2 separate regions of the Gasterosteus aculeatus genome follow, and region 2 is linked to region 1. A link is a contact called in public Hi-C data. All regions are on one chromosome and are shown on one strand. The core of a region is the stretch at or near the end of the contact, and the rest is flanking DNA. Distances in the headings are between cores, read along the strand shown.

Evidence for each region. Hi-C and Micro-C count contacts between places; a contact is called where the count stands out from the background.
Region 2: a Hi-C map of skeletal muscle shows a contact between it and region 1, with 9 times the contacts expected there. The contact joins the promoter of ss18l2 here to the enhancer-like site in region 1. A contact is called at or near these places in 3 of 6 Hi-C or Micro-C datasets (skeletal muscle and tail fin).

The regions. Positions count from the first base shown.
Region 1 is chr12:6,871,627-6,876,162 of fGasAcu3.hap1.1, forward strand. neto2a (neuropilin (NRP) and tolloid (TLL)-like 2a) reads right to left here. Exons shown (of 10, transcript XM_040169026.2): 2 at 2,779-2,835; 3 at 2,401-2,544; 4 at 19-267. Among protein-coding and RNA genes, the nearest start is that of neto2a, 4.2 kb to the right of the region's middle. Within about 2 kb of position 2,060, at least 2 of the 9 cell types and tissues checked have open chromatin away from gene starts, as enhancers often do.
Region 2 is chr12:7,044,345-7,048,880 of fGasAcu3.hap1.1, forward strand. ss18l2 (ss18, like 2) reads left to right here and starts at 2,060. Exons shown (of 4, transcript XM_040168051.2): 1 at 2,060-4,063; 2 at 4,386-4,462. The coding sequence starts at 3,995.

The sequences.
Region 1 (4,536 bases), core at 810-3,309:
CAATGTGGGTGTCCCTACCTGCAATGAAGGTGTACTTGATGCGGAAGCCAAGGCCTTCGAGCTCCTCGTCGCTGGTGAACTTGATCCACATGAAGCGCCCCGTCGATGTAACCAGGCCCGGGTTCTTTCCCCCACAGAAGCGGTCAATGAGCGGCGAGAACCCAAATGGCCCGTCGCGGATTTCGATGTGGTCGAAGCGGCACTCGAATGATGGCTCGATGTAGTAATTCTTATCAAACGCCAGCTGAATCCTTTGTCTAGGCAGAGCTTTGGAGGACAAGAGAGTGGAGAGAGAAAGGAAACAAAAGGGCTAAATCCACGACAGGAATAAAATTAAATCTGGCTTCTGCGGGACAAAGAAAAATCTGGATGGTTTCTGAGTGCATAAAGTAAGTCAGATATGAGTTAATCTGGATTTTGAAGTTGAGCAGCTGGGATTGTTACCTTCTGCTCGCGGTGTGGAAAGAAAAACTTTTACCTGCATTGCAGGTAAGCAAAGCTCTTTTCTAACATGAAATTCAACATTGCTGATCTTATTCTGTTCAGCTGAAGAACAATACTGAGCTAATAATTATTACCACACAGGAAGGAGGGCGTTTGTCCTGCATCAATGCTTCTTGCCATTGAAATGACTAATGACCATTTGAGCACCGGGGACACTTGACCCACTTCACATGTTCAGCGTGTTGGATAACTGCCAGGTAAGATTTGTAAGAAGCCCCCAGTAGATGCAGATGTTTACCCTAATTAGATCACCGGGACTTTGTCTATACTTTTGGTTTACAAATGCGTTTTGACAGCATGATCAGCACATCTATTCATCTATTCATTTTGCATGCATAACACATGAGAGCAGAGAACAAGAGAAACACTATCATCTTCTTTACATTTATTACCAACACAACGGTACACATCATGCATAGATGCATAGATGCATACAGAAGTATGTATGCACCCACATGTACACAAGACACCGTCTGACATGTCAGTACTACTATCTCTGAGTGAGTGAGAACAATGCAGGAACAGCAGTTCACAAGTTCGCCTGTTTTCATGCACTGCATGAATAACATCTGCCCCACGCACAGAGGAGGTATTTAACCAGGGCAATTCATGCCTGCCTTAGGGGACGAATGCTACTTAATAAAGATGCTGAGGGAGCGGGGCTCTGAATCATCTCTGGCATGGAGAAACGGAACATACCCCGATGGAGAAAAGAAACAGGGCAGCACATGTGTACGCTTCAGTGTGCCGCTGGATTTCTTTCCCTGTTCTTGTCTTTGAATTCGAGCCCGAGTGTTTTACCTTTCTGCTTGAGCGAGCGGCTCGTACGTCTGCACTTCCTGCTATCAGTGTGCTCATTCCCTGGTGCACTGAGTCTCATTCTGCAGATAACTTTCTATCTCCCTTACACACACACACATACAACACACACACACACTCACACACATGACACCGCTTGATACCGAATGAGCAGAACCGTCAATCACTGAATCTATTGAGCTGATGAGCCGGTGCACGTGAAACGACCGATGAGTTTCACTAACCGCTAATTATGATTAAAGAGCTATTTGATTAGCGCTTGTGCCAAAACGTGAGCATCTCTCTGTGTGTATGAAACATGAGAGGCTGAAGCTCGGATATGCGATTCAGAACACATAATGGCAAATGATAGGTTCCTTCTGTCGCCTTGCAGACCTGGAATCGGAGTCCCAGCTTATCCATCAGCGACACGTCTGGGATTGATTTGTCCACAGGGGGAGCCCTTGAGCCACGTGTGAAATCTCTCCTCAACACCAGTAAGCCAGTACAAGTACACACATCTCATGAGCAGGTGTACTTTAACTTCACGGACAGTTCGTCACTTTGGTGTGAAAACCAATCAAACCAATATCCCAGACCTCATGTCATGTAGCTGCAAATGATGCAACATGCATTGTGTCTCCTAAACACTAAAGCGCTGACAGCTGACAAGGACGCCGACAATTCAGCGACACGCAACCGAAGCGCTGCTTTGCAGCAGATGTTCATCTGCTTCATGTTTCATTCAATAGCTGGGGCTGCTTGCACAGCCTGCCAATGGAAATGAATGCAGCACTGCAGTGATTAGGTCAAAAGTCAGGAGCCACCCACAATGCGCCACTTTTCATCATTTTCAAAGGGTTATATCTGTAGGGGCAAACAAAATCAGCGTGGCTCATTGGAAAAAAAAATGTCAAGCTGATCGCTCGCCAGCGAAAGGAACAGAAAATCAGAGAGGGGCGAGGTTATCTAAAACAATGTCACTCAGACTAATGACGCTCAGTGAAGGAGGCAATAAGCAGAAAGGCGGGAAACTGTGTCAGCTTGTTCGGAGGAAAACGGCTGTTGAGCAGAAGACGAAGTGGAGCAATGCGTTACCTTCCAGGATATAAACACACTCCTTGTTGGGCGGGTAGGTGGTGGGGTAGTTCGGCGAAGTGAACACCCCACCGTTGATGTTGCGGACCCACGTGCCACAGTCGTTCTGGCTGGGGCTCTGGCCGCCATGTTCGCCCGGGGAGTCTTGAAGCAAAAGGGCAGAGAACAAACGGACAGATGGGTTATTGAGCCGAGGGATCAATGAGAGAACGTTTGGTAGGAAGAGCGGGGAGGGGGTTGGCGGGCACGACAGAGAGAGAGAAAGGGAAGAAGCAGGCGGGGAATAAAGAGAGAATTAAGTCGTGTGATTCAAGTGGAGATAATGCCCCGGGTGGGACAACACTAATGGAATGGAAGAGCGTTTGAGCTGTGGCTGACCTTTGGTTCTCTGTGCCAGAGCAAAAGCCTCTTCCATCACAAAGAAGAATATCCACGCTGCAAAACAGAGGTGCAACACATTAGTCACATGTGACGTTCTGCATTCGTATCGTTGCGTTCGGGAAATCAAAGCGCTGGGAATCCATTAGACAGCCAAAAGGTACGTGTGCCACCGGCTGCAAGGAGCGTATACATCTATAACATTTAGGAGTGAAACATGGTATTGCTCAGACGATGAGGTATAATAATAATACAGCACGCATGTCTTTGTAATACTAGTGTAGACTTGATTAATAATGTCATTGTCACCCCAAAGGTTAAATAGGATTGACGATAATTCATACAGTCTTTTAATGTCATACAGTCTTACGTGTAGCTGCTGGGAAACTACAGGGACACTTGAAATAGTAACAGCTTTCAGTGTGAGCGAATACAGAAATAGTACTACTGCTTCTGCTAGTAGATATAGCAGGATTATTAGGAGTAGTCAAAGCGTTAAATGTAATAGACCAGCAGCTGTGCAGAGGGAATTGGCTCTCCGTAATAACAGTAATAGTAGCAGAGTGGCAAAGAGTAGTTCATTAAATAGTGGTAATATATATATCTACGCAAGTACATCCCTAATGTATATATATATATATATATATTAGGGATCTATGTGTATAGTTATATTGGATAGTCGGTAAATGTGTATACTTACATCCGTTCTACTTTTTGTTTTTCTTGTTTATTGGTGCGGAGAACAAAGTGGAAACCGGAGTCAAATTCCAAGTGTGCGTGTACGCGTACGTGACCAGTAAAGCCAATTCTGATTCTGATTAAAGACCAGTTTTAAAACCATCACCTCTCATCAAAACCACAGGACCCCCCACCTGCTAATCTGCAGTCTCCAGGCACCGGTAACAGGACGCATTAGCAGAAAAAACAGGATTACAGGCTCCGAAGCTCACAGCACCGACGAGGAGACGGTCATTTGGGCAGAGCACGCATGGCTACAGACAGTAGGTGAAATATGTTTTATTCCAACGGTGTGTCCCGGCACGGCTCCCTGACACTGTCTCGCTCTGATAAGCCACTGTAGACCCCCGTCCCCTCTGACTTCATAATAGGTTGGCCCGCTCACATCGAATTAGAGAGCGAGCCCGGCACGTTGCATAATGGCACCCAGGAAGGAGGGATGAAAGAGGAAGAGATGGAGAGAGAGAGAGAGCAGGAAGGAGATGGAGGAGGAAGGAGAGAGAGAGGTGTGGGGGGGTCTAATGAAGAACAATGCATGGTTAACATAAGCAGTGAGCACAACCGCACCAATGAGCAGGCATGTTGGCAAAGGCTCGTTTTTGGAATGCACACGCACACGGCCCCCCAGGCTCCGGGTTCCTCATTACTCGCCTCTCCATTATCGCACAAGTATCTCCTGCGTGGAGCGATGAACTTCACATTCAGAGAACAGACCACCCAAACCAACTCAACACCAAATAGGTGCTGCAGGCGCCCCTGCTGATTGTGGCTTGACTTCATAAGCAAAGCTCGGGATCTCGTCATCCCTGCAAACGCTTCAACAAGAGACAAGCGAGGCTTCTTTTACCTGTAAGAGTTATAAGCCGAGTAAGAGCTGCCGTGAGCTGCCGTAGAAGAAATGTGTACCGCATATCAATGTTTAATCCACTTAATAGGCAAAAGCTGCATCATTTATGTCAGCATTTGTATCATCTTTTGTAATATAAATAAATCACAAGCTAAATAGGATAACAGCTTGTG
Region 2 (4,536 bases), core at 810-3,309, 170 kb after region 1:
AAATCAGCACCGATTTGATTTGATTTTGGGATCTAAATCCTTCAATGGAATGGATGGAGAAGAAAAGCGAAGTTTGCTTTGGCCTCTAGCAAGGGCAATAAGACTTGGATTGAAATGTTATGTTGATGGGTAAAGTAAGTGCAAATGTGGGAAAGCAGTTCTTTCTTTCTTTTTTTCCGCCACCACACATTTCTCTTTGAAGATAAACAATGACTCGGTATGCATCTCTGTAACGTCTCGTGCTAAAATACAGCAGGACAGCTGAGGCCGTAATCTGGGCGCATAATCCCTTGCAGTTATCTGGGTTTAAGACGTGCCAGACGGCCGGAATGTGGGATCATACGGACGCTCCGCAGGCCGCCTGTTAAAAGGCAAAGTGGTCTTGGTTGTTACGCTGGTGCAGGGACAGGCGGCCAAAGCCCCCTCGTCCTGTGCAGATGTGACCATTCTCTCCTTTCGGGTGGATGGACGGCTGTCTCACAATGTGGAAGCCTGTTTGCGCCACTTGGAAGAGAAAACAAAGGATCCATTTGATGGATTGAGACCACGGATCTTTTTCAGCATGGCCAGCTGGAGAGAAAATACCCGAAAACAGGCGGTTGATTCAGTTTAGTAAATGATATTCAACGACGTACCTCTCCGTTGGGCCCACGGGAACCGGCGGCCATCTTCTTCAAGATCTTAACGCACGAGGTCTTTGGTGGCGACGGCTTTGCATTTGCCGACTTTGCTGAAGGTGCCGGTGACGTTCTGCAGGTCCCTGAGCTGACTGTGCAGAACCGAACTACGCGGTGCAACGATCTCGGACGTGTGTAGGAGAAACGCACAGAATGTGAAAGAAAACTTTTGGACGGGTATCAAGATTTCCAGATCATTTAAATGAGGCATGAAAACGATAAGAAAAATTCTGCAACCAATGATCTCCAAGTACATTACTGATACTTGAGTATTTTATATACTCATTGTTCCAGGTCTGTTGCTCCCACACAACGGTACCTTTTTGGTTAAGATCAAGTTTATTTCAGCATTTCGAGTGTCTGAAACCAATTGAGTTATTGATCAAACCAGCTCGCTCACAAGGCCTCCAGTTGAGCGCCGGTACGCTCTCACAGGAACGTGGAGGCCCTTCAGCTGACTCTGTTTCTTTATCTTCCTCTGTCTGATCTTACAGCTTTCCTGGCGTTTATTAGAGCAAACGAATCAGTACTTATTTATACTTATTCAGTACTGTTGACTCTGCTGTTTCTAGGTTACAGTTTGCTGAACAAAAGCTTGCTTAGCCAAAAACTGCGTGAACTTCATCACAAAAAAAAGGAGCCGAAGAGTAGACGTGACACATTTCAACGTTCACAGTAGGATCCCGACTCTTCGTGTCTCTCTCTCACCTGTTTGTCTCTAAGCGACATGTTGTTGAGTCTAGTTCTTGCAACTTCCGAGCCCTTGAAGAGTAACGTGCGTCTGCGTCTCCTGTCTGAACACATGATACGGAGACGATCTCTGACTGAGCTCCTCCCTGATGTGCCCGCTGGGTTCTGCTCTTCTATTCTGTCAGTCACAACGATATCTGGATTCCAGAATATTCTAGTGTGATTGTGACAAATTAAAACGTTCCGGTAAAAATCCTCAGGCTGCTTTTTGACAGACAAAACCTGGACAGAAAGAAATTGTCAGGCGCTTAAGGCACTTAAGGCGCTTTGGGAGGTGGGGTTGTATTTCACACTTCACCATTGCCCGTTAAGAAGCAAAATCAATGTAATTAACTCCCTTTGAGTGGATTTAACAGCAAGTATGTAAAAAGCCTTTATTCCTTCCTGAGTTTATGGAATGATCACATCAAATGCTCATTTATCAATAAATTGAACGTTTATTTTAAAAATGTGTGGTATTGGTTAATTTACTAAAAGAAAAAAAATCTATTAAATCATCTAACCTTAAAAGTAAAAAATGTAGAAGTTAGTAGTTCCTATTTGTCATACGCTTGATCGAAAAATGCCGACTTCAAAAAGTCAGAATTTTCATTCTAAACAAATGTTGATAAGATTGTTTTGTCAAAACACCACCCAAGCACAAGGGAACTACACTGCCCTCCTGTGACCGAATAGGAACATTAAAACATTACACGGGTGCATTTGACTCTGCTTTGCAATGAAAATACACCATGATTTAATTTGAATTTTAAAAAATTCTAGACACAACAAAAATAAAACCGAACAAATGTTGGTAAATGCATTGAAAACAAATCTAAAGGTGAACGATGGAAACATAAGGATGAAAAAGATGCATTAAAATGTATTATTTAAAAATTGGTTTTGAAGCCCTATCGTGAGGCCTTCCGGGCCGTCTGTCAGAAGGTAGTCCACTACACGAGGATGAAGGAGGGCCGCAGGTTCACCAGCATGGACATCATCTGTCCAATAGGCCGAAATAATTAGTAAAATCTAGGAGATGATCAATTCAAGATGCAGTAACATTTTGTGGACCCTAACAGGCCTGAAGTGCTGCAAAGAGGGCTACAGCAAACTGACGTCTTTGAGTACGAAAACTAATACTGAATAGAAATCTAACTAGCTGCATAAGGCTTCTTTACAAAAGACTGTTCCATTATCAACACCTTTTCTCTTATGGAAGTTCAGTTACTGATGTGTACTTGCTAGCCAAACTTTTAAAGGGAAACCTGCCCAGTGGTGTCGTAACACCACAGGGGAGTAAATTCAATATATAGTACCAAATGTTTATGCAAAAAAGAATGACCTTTGAATGCTCCGCTCTCTCTGTAGATATCGTTTACAAGTGTACAGAACAATCGTCCCCATGGCTGGAGTAAAAAGAAAGAACGGAACTTCCTTTGTGTATTATTTGACATGCCTCTGGGTTCAAGGATACCAAACGAGTCCCATTAGGCCGAGTGATGGACGGCCCAAGGGGCCTACAGAAAACAAGCTGCTAATGGAGCAGATAATGACCCAGTGAAGCTGTAAAGAGCCGCCTGAGGGCATCAGACGTACATTTTGTCTTGTGGATACTCTTGTGTCCTTCAGCCATGCAGAGGATGTGATCCGTAGAACTCACCCAACTCAGTACATTTAGAGTACAATACAATCAAGTTCACCATGGCCATTGTTGAACTGTGACACGCCAGGGCTTCTTCAATGAGGTACTTTAGTTTGCCAACATTGATCCAAGTCATCAATCCGTTCTTCTTTCCAACTCATCCCGTGTTGACGTTGCAACATATCGCTCTACTTTACTGCACACACACACACACTAAAAATAGATACATCACTCGGTTGTCTGAGGGAAACGGTAAGATAAACATGATTTAACTGACATCAACTTCTCTCACAGGTGAGCCGCCATTTTGACAACCACTGATAAATATGAGGCCCTTTACTCACTGGAGAGCTCACTCAAATATTGACCAAAACATGTTTTTATGAAGTGAATCATCCAAATAAAGTTAGTTAACGTTAGTTTAGGTTGGTAACTTATTGATAAGGACAGAGTGCTGCCTGAACACCTGCCATATTTGTTTTGCATCCATCCAGCGGGTTTCACCCATAGATCATAGTTCACCTCATCTAATAGGACAAGATAATGTCAACTCTGCCTGAGACCACCAACTGATCCCCATTACCTTTCCAACCCCCATTATTCTCATTTTACATTCATCTCTCTCTCTACAATCTCCCACTATGAGGAAAGGAGATACATGTGTGCTAAATATTCAAAATATAGCTCAAACTAATTTTTGTATTACGTCACCAGACAGGCCTGTTAGACGTCCAGGAGAACTCCAGGAGATGTCCAGGAGATGTCCAGGAGATGTCCAGGAGAAGTCCATAAGATGTCCAGGAGATGTCCATGAGATGTCCAGGAGATGGCGGTAGCGTAACAAGAATGAAGAGGGGGAAGAAGACTCGTAGAGGGAAACAGAGAAGAAGAAGCTTCGATTTGCAAACATAAACAAGCGCAACACAACTTGGGCTTAACAAATATGTCGATTGTCTTTGTGCCAAAGAAACTGCGAGGAAAGGCGAAAATTAACCAAGAAACAATACAGAGGGTAAGACGCCGCTAGAGTGTTTAAAGAAACGGCTAACTAGCAGTTAGCTGTTAGCTTATTCTCCCCGTACATTGAACTATGATGCCAGCTGTGGTAGTTAGCCGCTAGCTACTGTTAGCTACTCCTCTAAGGTTAATTTATATTTATTACGTGTTTGTTTACACTGAGTTTGGGGCTGTTCTTTGTGAAGATTGTTGGTGTTGACCTCAGTCACTGTTTGTGTCTTCAGAGCGTAATTAGCCAACTTTAGAATCCACACAATAAGTTATCTTAAGGTTAACTGCTGTGCATTAACTCGTCGCTGTTCTTCTGTCTGTCCCAGTTGCTCGATGAAAACGACCAGTTAGTTCGGTGCATCACTGAATACATGCAGAAAGGACGAGCAGTGGAGTGCGTCCAGTGAGTCACCGCTAATGTGTAACTAGTTATTAGTTATTTTGTACCGCGGTATAAGCCGAGCCTCTGTGCGCTCT